Regions from separate parts of the Mus musculus genome. Here all the other regions are linked to region 4. Evidence: chromatin contacts called from public HiChIP or PLAC-seq, Micro-C and promoter capture Hi-C data. All regions are on one chromosome and are shown on one strand. Each heading gives the region's core, a stretch centred on a gene start, on an enhancer-like site or on the middle of the called end of the contact. The rest is flanking DNA. Distances are from core to core; before and after follow the strand shown.

Region 1 (3,362 bases), core at 581-3,080, 270 kb before region 4:
GTCGCCCACCAGCGCCCCCAACCCAGCAGGCAAAGCAGGTACACAGCCAGGAGCAGGGCCAGCTCAAGCAAAGAGGAGAGGTGAAGGTCCTTGGCCCCACCTCCAGCAGAGAAGGCCTGGGAATGTGAAAAGCATGCAGGCAGGGAGGCAGGGCCTCCTGGGTCCTCCTCCTCGGTGACTCACTTCTGCCCAGGGACAAGGAGTCACTTGAGGGCAGCAGGGCAAACGCCTGGCCTGGTCTTGAGGAATTAGAAGGTCAGCTTCTCCACCTGCCATTACAGATCTGCAGACAGCAGACCAAGAACTGTCACCTTGGGGAAACCCTCTTGGCAAAGTGGCTAGGAACCCAAAACCCCACTTCCTGAGATTTCAATGCCTGGGGCGTTTCCAGAATCTAGACAGGACATCCGTTTGCCAGACACAGAACAGACAGGCACGGAGACGGTGGAACCAGGCAGCAAGTCCAAGCGGGAATGAACATAAGGGAGAAGACGGGACGGGGACCAAGATGTAGGTCCAGCCTCATTCTGGGAATCACAGCCTCCATGTGCGTCCTACTCGGGACACACCAAGCACATGCATGTACTGGGACAGCCCTGCACAGCCCTCAGTGGGCTTGAAGGGGAGCCGGCACCGGTGCATCAGCCTGGAGGTCTGACCTTGTGAGATCGGCAGCACCAGATACGCCCAGCTCCTCGGCAAGGCCGGCAGGCCATCAGCAGGACTGGGGAAGACGGGTACAGAAGGGTACAGGGGAGACATGGGGGCAGGTGTAGAAGGAGATGAGAACCAGTTACACAGGACAATGGACTGCATGGTGACGAATTAATGGAGCCACAAAGATACAAAGATCTCAGATTTTGGGCCACTGAATTAGAGTGGGGAGTCAGTCACCCCGACCCTGACCCTGCTTCAGTAACGCCCAACAGGTCACACAGGGAAGGCCATGTGGCTGGCAGATGCCAGTCACAGGTGTCTGTTGCGAGGGAGTAGAGACCCAGCCCTGTCACCTTCCAGACATAAAATCCTTCCTGTCTGTGTGACAGGACACGCCCCACCTGGGTTACAGCTCCATCTGTCAGCCTGAAGGGTGGTTATGGGGAACAAGGCGGAAGGAGGAACCCGGCCTCAGGCCTAGTGAAGTGACTTAGACACTTCCTCCAACAGGTGCCCATCTGGGTGGCGTCAAGACCATCGTAAAGACGTCTGCAGGCGGGGGTGGCCCGGGCTTTGTTGTGCGGGGGAGGGGATCGGGCCGGGCACTCCTCCGGTCCGGGGCAGGGTGCCAGGCACCTGCTCCAGGTGAAGCGGCACCTGACAGAAACCGAACGCTGCAGGACCCAGAGTAGGATGTGGGGACGACAGGCACCGGGATCCGCAGCTAGCCTCGGACACCGAAGTGGGGACCCCGCTACACACGCTGACTCTCGGGGAGGGCCAAAGGAGGGGATGCTGGGGTAGAATCCCGAACAGCACCCCTTCCTCCGACCCGGTCGGCGCCTCCACCTGCTACAAGGGCCCGCGCGGGCTCCCGATGGGGACCTCGTCCGGGACTCTACCCGTGCCTGGGGTCCTCCGCGCCTTCTGGCCGCCCCGCGGGTGCGGACAAGTCGCCTACCTGTACGGCGTCGCCGGCCATGTCCTCCGGCCGCCCGCCAGGGGTCCCAGCGCCAAGGAAGGGCTTGCGAGCGCGCGGGCGGGTGCGGCGGGAGGCGCGGCGCCCAGACCCTCCCAGGCGCGCGGCGCGCTCCGGCCTGCTGCGCTCGGCCCGGCCTGGCCAGGCCTCCGCCGAGCTGCGCCCTCCGGCCCCAGCGGCTGCAGGGTGGGTCACGTGAGCGCCGAGGTCCGCGCCTGGGGAGGAGGCGGGGCGGGGGCGGGGCTCCCGGCGGCCCCCGGGGCTTGCAGCGGGGAAATAGGGTCCCTGTTGGCTGTGGGGTGCGGCAAGCGCTCCTTGTAGCGTAGGGGACTCTGAGCGGGCCTAAGCGACCGCGAGCCTCAGAGGCCTTGTCCCCCGCCTCCAACCCCTTTGAATGCAATGGTCACCGTCCACCACCACCCTCGACACACACGGCCCAGCTGCACAGAGGCATCCTCCCTCCCGTTTCCCGGGAGGCAAACACAGGGAGAGCCTGACTTCAAATCCCAGTGTCCTGGGCCTTGGGGGAACACAATACCCCTCAGGACTAGGATGTCTGTAAAACTTGAGGAAGAGTAGGGCAAGTGTATAGATCCCAAGTGCACAATAAATGCCAGCAGTTGTCACTTTTAGCTCATTTTTTTAAAGACTTTATTTTGATTCATGTGTGTTAGGAATAAGTTTCGGGGTGGCAAAGAAAGAGACCATCCTTCAAAATGAAATGTCCGAACAAGGCAAACTTTACTCTTCATCAAGACAGTGCGCTGCGGAAAAGCAAAGAGAAGACAGGAAGTGCATATGGTTTCTATTCTAACTCAGGTGACCTCGCAGTCTTATTCAATTGGCTAGTCTGAGAAAATTGGCGCAGAGGAAATTGAAGGGGAAAGGGGTCACTGCTCCAAGCGATCAATTTCCTAGAATGGAGCGGGGGGGGGGGGGGCGCTTTGTATAAACAAAAGTTTTACTGGGTGAGGAGGATTAAAACATCTCCTTAAAAGTCCTATAAGGTAGGAGAGATAATGATTTTAATTACTGTCCAAAAGACTAATCTTATACTATTTGCTAGAAAAGACTCATATTTAATTTCTTGCATGTGTATATATGTGTTTCTTTGTGTGAGTTATGCACATGTGTGTGGGTGCCTCTGGAGGTCAGAAGAAGACATGGGATGCCCTAAAAGGAAGTTATAAACTGTTTGTGGACTGCACCACCTGGGTGCTGGGTCCAGACTTGAGTTTTCTACAAGAGTAGTATTGCTTCTATCTCTTCAACTCCTATTTTAATCTTTATACCATTTATTGAGTGTGTTCACGTGCATGTACCACACATGCCAAGCCAAATGTGTGGTGGCCAGTGAGTGACTTACAGGATGGCTTTTCTTCTGCACCCTATCATTTGGGGGGGGCACCCAAACTCATCTTCCTAAGCCCTGAACAGGCCCAATACTCCATCACTGAACTCTCAAGACTACAGTAGAGGCTTCCTTCCTTGTCCCCCAGCCGCCTCCTCCTTACAGTCTCTTCCCCAAACCGCATACCAACGGAGCCTAAAGTCTAGACATTTCCAGGAGGAGCCCACCAGGTCCTGTGTCACCTGCCGCCCTTGGTCACTTGCCACTCGCTGCTTCAGCAAGTTGACACCCTCATTATAGCTCAAATGTTGGTGGAGTGAGTTAAATAGCTTGCCACACTAGTCATCTAACTTCCTTTTTACAGATTGATAAAAG
Region 2 (3,579 bases), core at 707-3,206, 380 kb after region 4:
AGGCATGATAAAACCCTATAATGCTATAATAAACCCTTTCTGCGAGCCCCACATAAAGCCAGATGAGGCAGCACACATCAGTAATCCAGGCTCGGGAGATCACTGCAAGCTGGGCTACATGGTAAGATCGCATCTTAAACAACAGCTTCCCCTGGCCTGCTGGTGTTCTGCACTCACTGTGGAGAAGGACCGACCAGCAGCTTCAACACAGGCCAGGGCACACAGAGCCCCCATGGGCAGGGGAAAGCTTTCAGTGCCCATGGTTGAGTCTGTACTGAACACCCACATGTGATTTTCTTCCTAAACAATAGAGTGTGCCAGCCACATTCACACTCTAGGTGTCCAAGGTCACCTAGAGAGACTTTGGCGTCTGTAGGATTATGTCTCCAGTCTCTGTAAGTCTGTGGTGACAAATAAAAAAAGCCAGGCTGACAGTACAGGCCTGTCTGCCATACCAGCTTTTCAAGAGGCTAAGGCAGGAGAATCACAAGTTTGGGGCCAGCCTGGGCTACAAGAATAAGTTTCATGACAAACTTGGCGAAACAGAAAGTGAAAAAGAGCTGGGAGTCGAGTCCTTGCGTGGTGTGCTCCGACTCTGCCTCCATACTGCAAGTAAATAGAATTAAACCAAGGACAAAGTAACAGATTAAAGAGCTGGCATGGTGGTGCGTATGTATAAGCCTCGCACTGTCCAGGCTCAGGTAGAAGATTGTGAGTTTCAGCCTAGCCTTGGCAGCAAGGTGAGACAGCCTCAAAAATTAGTAAAATAGGGACTGGAGAAATGACTCCGTGGCTAAAGGCTCTGGCTGCTCCTGCAGAGGACTGGAGTTCACACCACACCCACATAGTGGTTAACAATGGGCAGGATCCCATTTCAGGGGATCCAGCACCATCTTCTTACCTCCCAGGGTGTGTACACAGACAATGCACAGACTGCATGGAAAAACACTCGTGCACATAAAAAAACAGCAAAATCGGAAAGGTATAGGATGGCTCTGTGGGTAAAGGCCACTGCTACCAAGCCTGATAGCTTGAGCTCAGTCTCTGGAGCCCAAGGATGGAGGGAGAGAACTGATGCCTACAGCATTGTCCTCTGATCAGTACAGATGGCCCACGGCACACCCATACACCCATCACACACACACAGACACAGACACACACACACAATTTAAATAACAACAAGAAGAAAATAAAGGGCTAGGGGGATAGCTTAGTATATTGGGACCTGAGTTCAATCCCTAGGGTGTGTGTGTCATGTCGGGGGTGGGGGTGGGGGTGGGGACAGAGGCCAGGCATGGTGGTACAAGCTAGAATCATGATGCTGGGGAGGCAGAGACAGGCAGACTAGACTAGGCTCACTGGTCAGCTAGCATAGTCTACTCTATTCCAGGCCAGTGAGAGACTCTGTCTAAAAAACTAAGGTGGTAGCCCCTGAGGAATAGCACCTAATGTTGATCTCTGGCTTCCGCATACATATATGCACATACCAGTGCCCCATGCACACTGCAAACACATGAATATAATAAATAAAACATCGAGACAAAGAAACTAACAGACAGGCTCTCGGTGTGCTTTCTAACTACACAGGAAGCAGATCAGGACCAGCCTCTTGGTCCAGTGCAACTGAGTTTGAACTTGCCATCAGGGATCTGAAGTCCACTGGACGCAGGTCCAGAGCACAGAAAGCAAGGGCTTTAGAGGGTCCACTTTGCAGAAGGGAGCATCTAGATGTGAGAAAGCACCCCTCCCCCACCCCTCCCCACCCCACCCCAGTTCGATCTGGAGCTAGGTAGTTCTATTGCTTAGCATCAGCCACACCCTTGCGCCCTTTCAACCCATGGCCTGTGTTGCCCGGCAACTGCTAGAAGTGTCTTTCCTGCCCCCCAGTTGCCAAGGGAATACTCAATCCTGGCAGCCGGGCCTGGGGCGCTGAACTTCCGGGCGCAGGGTGGGGTGGCCTCTGCTGTTCACACCTGCTCGCGCACAGCCCTGGCCTCCCCTCAGTTTCTCTCACTCTGCTCTCCTTGTCTCCTCTCTCCCTCCAGTTTCCTCTCCTGGGATATCTGAGCGAGGCCCATGGATGCCGAGGGCCTCTTGGGGCTCTGACCCCATGCTTTCTCCCCTCAGTCATGAGCTCCTGCACAGCCCAAGGTACCCAGGCACGGACTGCACCCTGGCAGGCTCATCCAGGACTCTGCATGTCCCGTGGTCACAGCAGATGAGCGGAAGCCTCGAGGGGCCAACTCTGAAACGGCGTGGTGGCGTGGTGGACCACCGGGATGTCATCTTGGCCCACCAGGCGCACAAAATGCACAGCACCCCTCAGGCCAGAAGGAAAGAGTGGGAGTGAGTATTCACGGGGCAGGCTGTAAGGGAGCTGTGCGGGGCTTGTGGGCCAGCCAAGCCTGAACTGGCAAGCTTCAGGGGATAGAATGCGCTGATATGGTGTGGGTGACTCCAGTTGTCCCTTGACAGTCCATCAACCCTCTGCCTTAAGGTTGCCTGGAATACTCTGAACCGGCTTTGTAAAAGACCCGGATCCCTTGTGCGCAGTGGAGCCAGAAAGGACTGGCAGAGGGGACAAGTGCTTTCTCTGGGGACTTGGGTAGGGTGCGGGGAGGTGGGGCATGTTGGGAAAGGCTGGGAAATTCTGCCTTCAGAGGTACTCTGGCCCAGCTGTGAGGGAACGAGCTACGCTGATAGCTAATGGGAAGTGGTTTGGAGAAAGGTTCAACTACAAACAATCCCTTTGCCACTGCATCTCTAAGCGGATTGCTAGGGCTTAATAACATTTTATTTCAAAGGTGTAAAGCTGGGGTGGTTTCCTGGGCTGACACTGATGGCTGTGATGTACCCATGAGTAACAGCAGGAGCCGCTGATGCTAGCAAGACAGGAACCAGTTTAAGTCCCTCAGTCTTCATACCCTGCCATCCCAGGGAGGCTGCGTGTGTGTGGTCACCCTGCTTATCTGCAGCTGCCACTGTTCCTGGAGAAGGGGAAGCCTGTGGGTGCTGATGGGCGGGAACGAATGCAAGGTGGGCCTGAGCACGTCTGGTAGGCTGGATGTGAAGCAGGCCTACTTGAAGTGCCCTCTGAGGTAGTTCCTAAGGTTATGGCTGGATGTGAAGCAGGCCTACTTGACGTGCCCTCTGAGGTAGTTCCTAAGGTTATGGCGACACCTGGTGGTATGTCTGAGCATCTATGGGCGGCGGCAAACTGACCCGCGTTCCTCACCCTTAGGTGTTGCCATGTATCCGGCTTTCCTCCCATGCATGTGTCCACCTGTTCACTCAGTATGTCTACCCATGCATCAGTTACCCCAACCATATGTCTTCCCACGTTCGCCTACTTTGCCTCTCCCTCCTCCACCCACACACTCACTGTCCAACCCATCCAATCCGTCCTTCACTAGTAACCAAAGCACCTAGATTGTGCCTCTCCAGGGCTTCTCCCCACCCTTCCTCTTCGGTCTCTCCGCATTCATGCTCTTCTTGCTTTTTTTTCTCAGAAGCAATGAGACCTTTAAAAGGTTGCAATGAGTATTCGCACAGACTTTCAGCAAGAAGATTCCCCGCCGC
Region 3 (3,348 bases), core at 807-3,306, 300 kb after region 4:
TCTTCTCAGCTGTCTTGAGGATTTTTTATTTTTGTTTGTATCTGTTTTTTTTTTTTTTTTTGAGACAAGGTTTTTCTGTGTAGCCTTAGCCCTGGAACTCGCTCTGTGATCCACCTGCTTCTGCCTCCTAAGCACTGGGATTAAAGGTGTGCATCACCACCTCCAGGGGTAAGGTTTTTAAAAGAGAAATTTATTTTTAAATAGTGTGTGCTTGTGCCCAGAGAGTCTAGGAGAGGACATTAGACTCCCTGGAGCTGGAATTACAGGCAGCCGTTGAGTCACCTGACATGGGGACTGGGAACTGAACTCAGATATTCCAGAAAAGCAGTATGTGCTCTTAACTACTGAGCCATCTCTCCACCCCTAAATTAAAACAAAACATTGTGTGTGTGTGTGTGTCCAGGTGTGACTGTGCCATTGTGTGCAGGTCAGAGGAGGAGTTAACTCTCTCCTTCCCCCACATGGGGGATGGAACTCAGATAGCCAGGCTTGGTGTCAGTGTCTTCACCTACTGAGTCATCATCACACGTCCTGACCCAGATACCTTTGGTGGCCAAGTACTTCAATGCCCAGCCAGGTTTGCGAGGCACAGCTACCTGAGTTTAAATTCAAGCTCCATTCTTTACCAGCTGCGGACCTGGGTCTGACTGTTGTGGAGTGCCTGCTCATCGCCTGTCAGAAGAGAATACAGACCAGGGAGTGATGGTGTATGCCTTTAATCCCAGCATTCGGGGTGTGTGTGTGTGTGTGGAACCAGGAGGGTACACACTGAGTTCGAGACCAGTATGGTCCACAAAGCCAAGTTCCAAGCTAGCCAGAACCAGACAGGAAGACCCTGTCTCAAAAAGCAAAATCAAAACAAACAAAAATTAAAAACAGAGGGAAATGGGAGCGGGAGTGACTCTGGGGTTTGCTATAATGAAAAAGTGTATGGGCTGGTAGTGTGGACACCCAGCTTGAAGTGCTATGTGCTTGGGGTCTGCTTTACAATGTTGAACATGTTTGTTTTGGAGACATGCCTTTCTGTGTAATCCCGGCTGGCCTAGTACTCCAGATCTTCCAGCCTCAGCTTCTGAAGTCTTAAATGGCTAATCACCACAGGTAGTATCACAGCCAGATTACACCCAGTCTGCTCAGGTGGATGCACAGGGGCTCTTCTGTGCCAAGGGTCATTCCTGACCTCAAATGCCACAGCAGACCACAGCTTGGGCATCAATCTCCTCTCTGCTGCTTCCTAGCTGCCTGACTCTGGGCCAGGGGCTACCTGGATCCCAGTTTCTCCATTTGGGGAAAAAAAAAAGTTTTCTAAAGGATTCAGCCGCTGAGACTGCCTTTGGGAGTCATGACAGGTGTTAAGTATTGAGAAGAACAGGCATGGGACAAAGAAAAGTGACAATTTCAAATTTCTCCTACTTACTAACAACTATAAAAAATATTTTTGTTATGTGTATGTGTGTGCAGAAGTGAGTTCAGGTGACCGGAAAGGGTAGAGGGTTGGATTCTCTGGAGATACAGGCAGCTGTGAGCTCTGGGAACTGAACCCTGGTCCTCTGCTAGAGAGCAGGTCAAGTTCTTAACCGCGGAGCCACCTCGCCAGCCCCTTACAAATTACATTTATTTGTTCTGCGTGTGTTGGCAGAGTGTGCAACGAAGTGAGAATGTAGATCAGAGAACAGCCTACAAGAATCGATTCTTTCAACATGCTCAGGGGTCGAACTCTCATGTTGTCAGGTTTGGCCACAAGCGCCACTACCAGCTAAGCCACCTTGCCGGCCCCCAAGCTACTGTTCCCAAGCACTATGTTTCAATTCAGGCTAGGAGGGCTCATCTTCAGCATGAAGACGCCTAGAGGTGCCATTGGCCTAAAACGGAGGCTGGGCCCTGGGAACCCGCTCGCGTCCGCAGATACAGCATCTCCCGTGCCAGGACGCAGTGGTGGGATTGAGGACCTGCCACCCCCGTTGCCGTCGCGGACCGGTCCTCACCCCGTACCTACCTGCCCTCTCCCTGACGTCACGCCTCCACCAGCCCGGAAGCACACCCGGAGCCAGGAACCCGCAGAGCGCCCGCCTCTGCGGCCCAAAAGCGCCTGCGCAAGCTGGAGCGAGGCACTTTCGTCATCTTGATTGGCTGAGGCTATTGCAGACTGACCAATTCAGGCCTGTCTAGCCGTTAGAAGCCCCGCCCACCGGGAGTGGTCCAATTGGAGATGGCTTCCTCCCGGAAGATCTACTTTGGCACCGCCCAGCCCTCCCTGGCGGTTGCGTTTTCGAAGGAGCTGATTCGTCATTTTTAAGCTTTGATTTGACTGACGTTTGAGACCGGTTTTCTTGTATCCCAGTTTGACCCTGCATCTCATTATATTGCTGAAGATGACTCTGAATTTCTGACTCGCCTTGTGATATCCAAGTAGTGGGATTACCAATACAGCCCAGGCTATTTATTTATGGATTTTAAAAAATTATGTTTATGACCAGACGTGGTGGCCAACACCTTTAATCCCAACACTCTGGAGGCAGAGGCAGGTAGTCTACATAATCAAAGGCCTGTCAGGAGTACACTGTCTCAAAAAAATACATATGTATGTGTGTGGGTGAGTGCTAGTGTGCCACGACTGAGGGAAGTAGAGTCAGAGGGATATTTGTAGGTCTCTGGGCAAGTATGTGGTGCATACATATATGCAGCCAAAACACCTGTTCAGGTAAATAAATCTTAAAAGTACAAAGCAATGCCGGACGTGGTGGCTCACGCCTTTAATCCCAGCACTTGGGAGGCAGAGGCAGGTGGATTTCTGAGTTCGAGGCCAGCCTGATCTACAAAGTGAGTTCCAGGACAGTCAGGGCTATACAGAGAAACCCTGTCTCAAAAAACAAAACAAAACAAAAACCCAAAACAAAAAGTACAAAGCAAAGCCGGGGGACGGTGGCACACGCCTTTAATCGCAGCACTAGAGAGGCAGAGGCAGGTGGATCTCTGAATCTACAGAGTGAGTTCCAGGACAGCCAGGGCTACAGAGAGAAACCCTGACTCGAAAAAAATCTGCCCCCCCACCCCCACCAAAAAAGTAGAAAGCAGAAAAAAAGAGGTTTATTCAATGGTGGCACTTTAGAAAGCGATTCGGGGAAGGGACACTCTTAAGTTCTGGTGTGAGATCATGGTTTAAAGGTACAAGGATCTCACATCTAAGCAGTCTTGGTCAAGGTGTGGTCCCGCCCACCATTGACCCACCATTGTCTGGGCTTCAGTCTCATCCTGTAAGTTGGTCTGCAAAACCTAGAACTGGGTGAAATCTCTTTCCAGAAGACTTTCTCTTCCCCCTCTGGCTGGCGCCCTTTCTTTTGCCCACCA
Region 4 (3,129 bases), core at 106-2,605:
CTTTGGAGTCCAGGAGAGGTAGCTCATCGTCCACTCAGCACCGTCCACCCAGCACCGTCCACCCTGGCCACCCTCTATTACAGAGCTCTGGTGAGGGTAGGGATAATTTGTTTCCAAGAGTACATTTAGCAGTATCTGGAGATGTTTGTGTTGTCCCAGGCAGCAGACAGATGGAAGAGTACCAGCATCCAGAGTGTGAGGGTGGGGTTCTGATATCAACCTAGTGTGCAGGAGACCCTCCAGCAGAGTGCTCAGGCCCCTGGTGTCAGTGGCAAGGTGGGAAACTGACCACGTTCTGACAGTGCAGACTTGAAAGAACACCGAGTGAGGTTCTAGTTCAGTGGTACAATGCTTACTTCGCAGGGAGTATGCATCGTGTTCAATCCCCAGCATTGCATAAAAACAAAATTTAAAGATGAGCATCCAGAAGGAAGGAGAACGGCTCTCTTCCTGCCCAAAAGGGGCAGGTTATGTTGGTCATGTCTAGGCAATGGAGATTAGTTAAGAGCAAGGAACTAGCCTGACCGAGCCTCCATAAAATGGGAGTATGGCAGGCCCAACGTGCAAGGTACAAGAAGTAATGCACTTGGCTGGCGTCCGTAGTTACTACTTTTCAGGGGCCTAGGGTTGAGCCTTAGCAAAGAGTGTAGATACTCTGAGTCTCCTCCCAGCACGCCCTCAGTTCTGGGTCCAACATCCCCTTGCAGCTCCAGTTGTGTCGCGAGCAAACCAAAGCGGACCCCGAGCTAGTTGGGTCACGGCTGCCCAGTGTCGGGCCTCCTTATGAATGACACCGAACGGCGCCCGGCGACCCTTGACCCTCGGCGCCAGCCCGCCCCTCCCCCCCTGGCAGGTGGACAGCCGCTGCGCCGGCCCGCCGTGGCGTCAACCTCTGGCCCGTGGCCGCTGCCGCACTGGGCAGGGGCGGGAGACTGCAGCGCGCACATTGCCGCACGGGCGTCCGCCGGGCCGCCTCCCGCACCTCGCAGCGCCTGCCACCCAGCCACCCTCCAGCCGCCGCAGCCTCCGCCCCGCCCGCTGCCCGGGCCGCAGCCTGAGCCGCTGCCCCGCCCTCTCACCCCGGGACTGACACTAGCCGGGGCCGCCTGTCTCCGCCAATCGACGGCTTCGCAGGGGCAGCCCCAAGCCCTCTCGGGCTTCTCGGCCAATCACGTGCGTTCGCCCGCCCGACTGCGGCCTCACGAGCCCGTGAGTGGCGGAGAGTCTGCAACTCGCGTCACTCATCCAGGAGCCTATGGTGGCGCGGGAGGGTTCCGGAGGGCCAATGGACAGCGGCGTAGGGCTGTCAGTCAGGGAGGCCTGAACCAATGGGCGGTGGGCTGCGGGGGCGTCACGGACAGAGGACTTGGGCTGAGGCTCCCCCGCGGGCGGGCGCAGAGAGACGCGGGAAGCAGGGGCTGGGCGGGGGTCGTGGCGCCGCAGCCAGCGCAGCCAGCCCCAGGGGCCGCCGCCTCCGCTGCCCAGCGCGCTCCGGGGCCGCCGGCCACCTTAGCACCCGCCGCGTCGCAGCTCCGGGACTGGCCCCGGCCGCGACGCCGCCGCGATGGGCAACGCCGCCGCCGCCAAGAAGGGCAGCGAGCAGGAGAGCGGTGAGTGCCCGGCCGTCACCCTGATCTTCACTGCGTGCGGCCTGCCCGCGCAATGCCCATCACTGCATGGCCCCTCCCCCATATGCCCCCCCAATCTTGTCTGCCTGCACCCCTGCCTGCTGCCTGTTCACGTTGGGGTCGGATCACCGCAGAGATACTTTGCCCCCAGTAGGGCCTGGTGCCCATGGCCTACCATCCCCCACTGCAAAGGCCGTGCCCCCCCACCCAGCTGTCACTGCCAACCATTGCATGTATGACCGCCGGGGCCCCAGATGAGGCCCTGTCACCACACCAACCCCTCTTCTCCTAGTCCCTTTCTCCAGATTCTATACCCCCTCCCACTTCGTCACTTACCTTTCCCACACAGCGCCCCAATGCCTGACCCTGATCCAGGCTCCTGCCAGTTTCGGGAGTGCTGTGGGGTCCACGCTGCAGGGACCTTGGCCACTTGGTGACCACACCCCTCCCCCTCCAGCCCCCGCCATCTTTCTCCTACCCCTGCCCGATTCACCTCATCACAGCTCCCACCTCCAAGCCACCCCCACCCCCATGAGCATTTCCCGGGGCCACCTCCTGCATTGTTTTTCCCTTCTGTGTCACTTGGCATGGGGGACAAGATCTTTCTGGGTCCCTCTGCCCCTCTCATCCTGTCACTCCACCTCCTCCGTGCATTCGTCTGGCCCTGGCTGGGGTGGCAGACTGTTTATGAACCTAGAGAGCTGCTTCTGCGCTTCCTTATCCAAGTTGGAGCTGGTCTTGCTCAGAGCCATTACGTCTGTCCTTTTTCTTGGGTTGCGGGTGAGGTAAAGCGGCAGAGCACCCTCCTGGCCTACCCTGAGGTCTGGGTTCCTTAGAAGGCCCCTCAATAAATGGTCGTTTCACAACTGCGGTTCTGTCGTTCACCCAGCCCCTGGGGCTGGTTTGAAACTGCGGATGAAATGAATAGCAAAGGCTCATTCCACTGAATGGGGATGGTCAGAAGAATTGCGCGCATTGGGGTAACGCCATCCAGCAATAGGTGACAGCTAATGATTTGGTTTGCTTAAGACAGATGGATTCTGTGCATACCGAGGGCTCACCCAGAGGGAGGTATATCCACACACACATACACACACCCCCCCCCCAAAAAAAAAACCATGCTGAATTTTTCTAGCCAGGGAAAAAAAAGTGATTCTATATTTGAAATTACTTCAGAAAGGGCCTTGGGCCCTGTCCCCCAGTGCTTCATGTCTCAAAGTGGTGTCACTCCAAGCTAAAGCTGTACTGCAGCTGAGAACAGCTTCCAGTTACCCAAAAAGGAGGCTCTGATCAGCTGTGCCCTTCTCAGTGTCTGAGTCCCCCGAATGCCACTCAAGAAGCCCAAGAACTTTCTGCCCCTCCCCCCCCCCTTCAACCAGCAGAGCTCAGCCCAGCCTAGCAGCCTTAAGAGGCCTGGCATTTCACAGATGGGCGGGGGACAGAGGCAAGTGCTTGTAGTTGAGGGCTTGATGACAGAGGAGCAGGTGGGTAGTGCCCAAAA
Region 5 (3,623 bases), core at 106-2,605, 440 kb after region 4:
CTAACACCCTAGGTCTCAGTGAGTGGTCTGCTCCTGGGAGCTCACACGGGGGCTGCCACCAGGATCTCCTATACATTAGCTTGGATTGGCCCCCTGGGACCCACAGCCTTCCTAGAAGTGCCCCAAACCATTCTTCTAGCTCATAAAAACTGTCTTCTGCTCAACAGACCCACATTTGTTCAGCGTCGGCCACCCGCACCAAGTCTCCAGACCAAACCCTCTGGTCTTTTAAGTTTCTTCCTTCCTGTTGGGCACGCCTCGTTCTAGGCAGCGACGCGGACCTCGGGTGGCAAGCAAGGTCCCTTGTGCCGGAGGACTCTGTCCCGACTTCCCCCTGCGCGCCTGGCCGCGCCTGCTCTCGCGCTGGTGATTGGTTGCGCGTGTCGCCGGGTGGGTCTTGCTCTAGGGCGCAGGGCCGCGATCTAGCCCCGGCTCCCGGCCGGGCAGCTCCCTCCTCGCACCCCGCACCTCTTCTTTCAGCGGAGCTGGGGGGAAGGGAGGGAGGCACCCGGGGGTGGGATGCTGCCAGGCTCTGCCGCAGCCCGAACCTCTGCCGAGCGGCGCGCACCGCCCTCCCTCGCTCGTTCGCTCGCTCTCTCGCCTCCTTCCCCCCGTGGGGAATTTTCAAGACTGCGCTGCTGCAATTTCCCCCCGGCCGAGGCTGCGCCGCGCCTGGCTGCGCGCACACACGCTTCCGCGCGCAGAGGAGCCGGCGGCTGCTGAATCAGGAGGAAAACAGATCGGCTTTTTTTCAAAGCCGGGGACCAGCGGCTCCCTGAAGCCTCCGAGCCCCGCCGCGCCCCTGCGCCCCGCTCCTCCGCCCTCTGCTCTCCAGTCGGGTTGAATTTGGGGGAGGGGCTGCAGCGTTTTCAGGAATTTTCTATTCTTTCCAGGTCTAGGAAAGTCAGCAAAACAGACGGACAAATCCTTCGCTGCCACCCTCTTCCTATAGCAAAGACCTGGTTTTGTTTTTTTGTTATTTAATTCTTTTCTTTTTATTTTATTTTATTTTTTTACTAATGGGCCGAGCCCACGCCTTTAGCAAGATGCCAAGCTGACCCGGACCTCGGAGGAATTTGAAGCCAGTCTCTGCGTCCAAGGGAGGGGGGACGTCCTTCGTTTAGACTTCGCGTTTTAAAGGGGGTGTGCATTGGAGCGTTGCTTTAAAAAAAAAAAAAGCTGATCTTTTTACACTATTTTTTTTAACTGATTTTTTTTTAACTGAAAAAAATTTTTTTTCTTCTTCTCCGGAGTGGGTGGCCGGGGATCGCCTGGATCGCGTCCCCGGTTATTTTTGCCGCGCCCCTCCCCCGCGCCCCGCCCCCGCGCCCTCCCCCGCACCCCTCCTCCCGCCCGGGGTCACCGCCTCTGCCGGCATGTCCCGAGCCGCGCTCCCCGGCTCGGCCGGGCCGTCCCGCTCGTGAGCCCCCCGAGCTGAGGCCGGGCGCCGCCGCCCGATGGGCTGGGCCGTGGAGCGTCTCCGCAGTCGCAGGTGCAGCCGCCGTCCCCACAGCCCGGCCAGCCTGAGCAGCGGCGGCGGTGGTGGTGGTGGTGGTGGCGGTGGCCGTGGCTTCCGCAGCGCTCGCCGCAGCAACAGCAGCCGCCGCGTAACCCGAGGCCCTTTGCTCTTTGCAGAATGGCCCGCTTTGGAGACGAGATGCCGGGCCGCTACGGCGCAGGCGGAGGAGGCTCAGGGCCGGCCGCCGGGGTGGTCGTGGGCGCCGCGGGCGGCCGAGGAGCCGGGGGCAGCCGGCAGGGCGGGCAGCCCGGAGCGCAGAGGATGTACAAGCAGTCGATGGCGCAGAGAGCGCGGACCATGGCCCTCTACAACCCCATCCCTGTCCGCCAGAACTGCCTCACGGTCAACCGCTCCCTGTTCCTCTTCAGTGAAGACAACGTGGTGAGAAAATACGCCAAAAAGATCACTGAATGGCCATATCCTTTTGCCCCAGCCCGAGCGGCTGCGCCTCCCCTCCTCCTCTTCTTCCTCCTCTTCTTCTTCCTCCTCCTCCTCCTTTTCCTCCTCCTCTTTTTTCCTCTGCGGGGCTGGGAAAGAGACCTGGGGGCTGATGGGAGCTGGGGGGCTTCTCGGCGGATAGGGGCTGGAGATGGGGGCCCGGTAGCTGAGGGAGGCAGCCTCCAGGCCTGCTGGGCTGCCGCTGCAGAGTGAGCCTGCGAGTAGTTAGGAGGCTTGGGACTGGGGGAGTGAGTGGTTCCTTGTGAAGACCGAAGGTCTGGATCCTGGGTCGGGTCGCGCGGGGACACTGATGGGGGCTCTTCTGATGGGGTCTGACTTCTGATGGAGCCCTAGCTGGGCCAGTGCTTGGACGATTTGGGTTACAGGGTAAGAGAACCCATACATGTCTCCCTCAAATCCTTCGGAATAGTACCCCGATCTCTCAACCCTGGCCTTCCACCCAAGGTGGGATCCTCAGGCCTAGGGTATAGGATACCATGTGGCCTGGCCGTAGAGAAGCCATCCCTCAGTTAGTGGCTCTGGGTGGGCCACCAGCTGCATCTGGGGACTGGTTTTTTTTTTTTTAGTGGTTTGAGGGACACATCATCAGAAGCCCTGTGTGCAACTTCCATTCTCTCCTGTCACAGATCAGAACCCCTTCAGCGTTATTTTTTGGGGTGTAAAGAAACATAATGCCATCCATCTGGTGAGGCCCATGGCCTGGGAAGATTTGAGGTGTGTTGTTTCAGTATGAGGGAAGGCTGAAGGAAGGAAAAGAAGTGGGGACCCTTTGGAGGGCTTTTTGTGGGCTTGGGTTTAGCTTCTCATACACTGGGGACCTGGGTAGGAACACCAGGAGGGTCAGCCTCCATATAGACATCTTGGGCAGGTAGGCAATCCCCCTTCCATGAAAGACCCAGAGAAAAATGGCAAAAAGCCGTTTTTCCTCTGCGGAGACTGATTGCACACACAGTGCCCCTGATTCCATGAAGTCCTCATTTGCTTCCCATAAACCTGGAAGAGGACATGCTTAGCATCTGGGGAGATGCAGGCAGGCGCGGGTGGGTAGAGTTGAGGTTTCTCTGCCGTCTAAGCATGACCCAGATTCCTGGTGTGGGGGGGGGACACACCCTGCTCCCCAGGCTGGCTGGCCACCCTGCCATGCCCAAATGTGCCTCTTGGCTTTTCAGGCTCCAGTCTGTTGAGGGCCAGAATTATCTGGGCTGGTCAGGTCCTTAGAGTTTACAAGGGGTCCATAGCTCCTCTGTAATGGGTGGGGCCCTTCCGGCTCAGGCAGAGCTGGGCTCTCGGAGTTTCTGTTCCAAGAGCACAGAGGGCTGCATTCACTTCTGGGGGCTCCAGATGGTGGTTCCTGGGGCTGTGAAATCAAATCAAGAGAGCAGGAGGTTTCAGAGTACGGGGTTTACTTGGAGGCAGTGAAAATTAGGTGTCAAAGGCCTTTTTTTGAGGAATGTCTCCATAACCACAGTGTTATTGGTGCCAGGATTTTGCCCCTGAATTCCTCCTTGCAAAGGTGGGTCCTGAAGGCTGGCAGTGTGCACTCCCAGGCATTCCAACCCAGTAACATGTTCAGAGGATGTGTGACTTTAGTACACATTCTGGAAAGAGTCGCTGGGGCTTAGAGGATGACAGGGGGTACAAGCAC

What was found. Promoter capture Hi-C pulls out the DNA fragments that hold promoters and counts their contacts. Hi-C and Micro-C count contacts between places; a contact is called where the count stands out from the background. HiChIP or PLAC-seq counts read pairs in DNA pulled down with a chosen protein or histone mark.
Region 1: a contact with region 4 is called in a promoter capture Hi-C map of embryonic stem cells. The contact joins the promoter of Pkn1 here to the promoter of Prkaca in region 4. A contact is called at or near these places in 17 of 39 promoter capture datasets (the C10 cell line, the HPC-7 cell line, HPC-7-derived erythroid cells and 11 more), 2 of 484 Hi-C or Micro-C datasets (B cells and bone marrow-derived macrophages), 18 of 115 datasets of contacts at active chromatin or transcription factors (SST interneurons, bone marrow-derived macrophages, craniofacial prominence and 13 more) and 2 of 9 other capture datasets (adipose tissue and liver).
Region 2: an H3K4me3 HiChIP or PLAC-seq map of embryonic stem cells shows a contact between it and region 4, with 6 times the contacts expected there. The contact joins the enhancer-like site here to the promoter of Prkaca in region 4. A contact is called at or near these places in 6 of 39 promoter capture datasets (the 3T3-L1 cell line, the HPC-7 cell line, HPC-7-derived erythroid cells and 2 more), 2 of 484 Hi-C or Micro-C datasets (embryonic stem cells and pro-B cells), 1 of 115 datasets of contacts at active chromatin or transcription factors (embryonic stem cells) and 2 of 9 other capture datasets (adipose tissue and embryonic stem cells).
Region 3: a promoter capture Hi-C map of hematopoietic stem and progenitor cells shows a contact between it and region 4. The contact joins the promoter of Ccdc130 here to the promoter of Prkaca in region 4. A contact is called at or near these places in 20 of 39 promoter capture datasets (the 3T3-L1 cell line, the C10 cell line, the HPC-7 cell line and 12 more), 1 of 484 Hi-C or Micro-C datasets (the HPC-7 cell line), 7 of 115 datasets of contacts at active chromatin or transcription factors (the 230-238 cell line, bone marrow-derived macrophages, effector CD8 T cells and 4 more) and 2 of 9 other capture datasets (adipose tissue and liver).
Region 5: a Micro-C map of embryonic stem cells shows a contact between it and region 4, with 7 times the contacts expected there. The contact joins the promoter of Cacna1a here to the promoter of Prkaca in region 4. A contact is called at or near these places in 1 of 39 promoter capture datasets (hippocampal neurons) and 1 of 484 Hi-C or Micro-C datasets (embryonic stem cells).

What each region holds. Positions count from the first base shown.
Region 1 is chr8:83,697,349-83,700,710 of GRCm38.p6, forward strand. Pkn1 (protein kinase N1) reads right to left here and starts at 1,831. Exons shown (of 22, transcript NM_177262.4): 1 at 1,619-1,831. The coding sequence starts at 1,639.
Region 2 is chr8:84,354,780-84,358,358 of GRCm38.p6, forward strand. It overlaps a transcript of Cacna1a not described here. Among named protein-coding and RNA genes, the nearest start is that of Gm23626, 24 kb to the right of the region's middle. Within about 2 kb of position 1,957, at least 42 of the 459 cell types and tissues checked have an H3K27ac peak or open chromatin away from gene starts, as enhancers often do. A contact at or near this core is called in embryonic stem cells, where this site is marked.
Region 3 is chr8:84,268,346-84,271,693 of GRCm38.p6, forward strand. Ccdc130 (coiled-coil domain containing 130) reads right to left here and starts at 2,057. Exons shown (of 10, transcript NM_026350.3): 1 at 1,997-2,057.
Region 4 is chr8:83,971,623-83,974,751 of GRCm38.p6, forward strand. It overlaps Prkaca (protein kinase, cAMP dependent, catalytic, alpha), which reads left to right and starts at 1,356. Exons shown (of 10, transcript NM_008854.5): 1 at 1,356-1,610. The coding sequence starts at 1,565.
Region 5 is chr8:84,414,009-84,417,631 of GRCm38.p6, forward strand. Cacna1a (calcium channel, voltage-dependent, P/Q type, alpha 1A subunit) reads left to right here and starts at 1,356. Exons shown (of 47, transcript NM_007578.3): 1 at 1,356-1,935. The coding sequence starts at 1,637.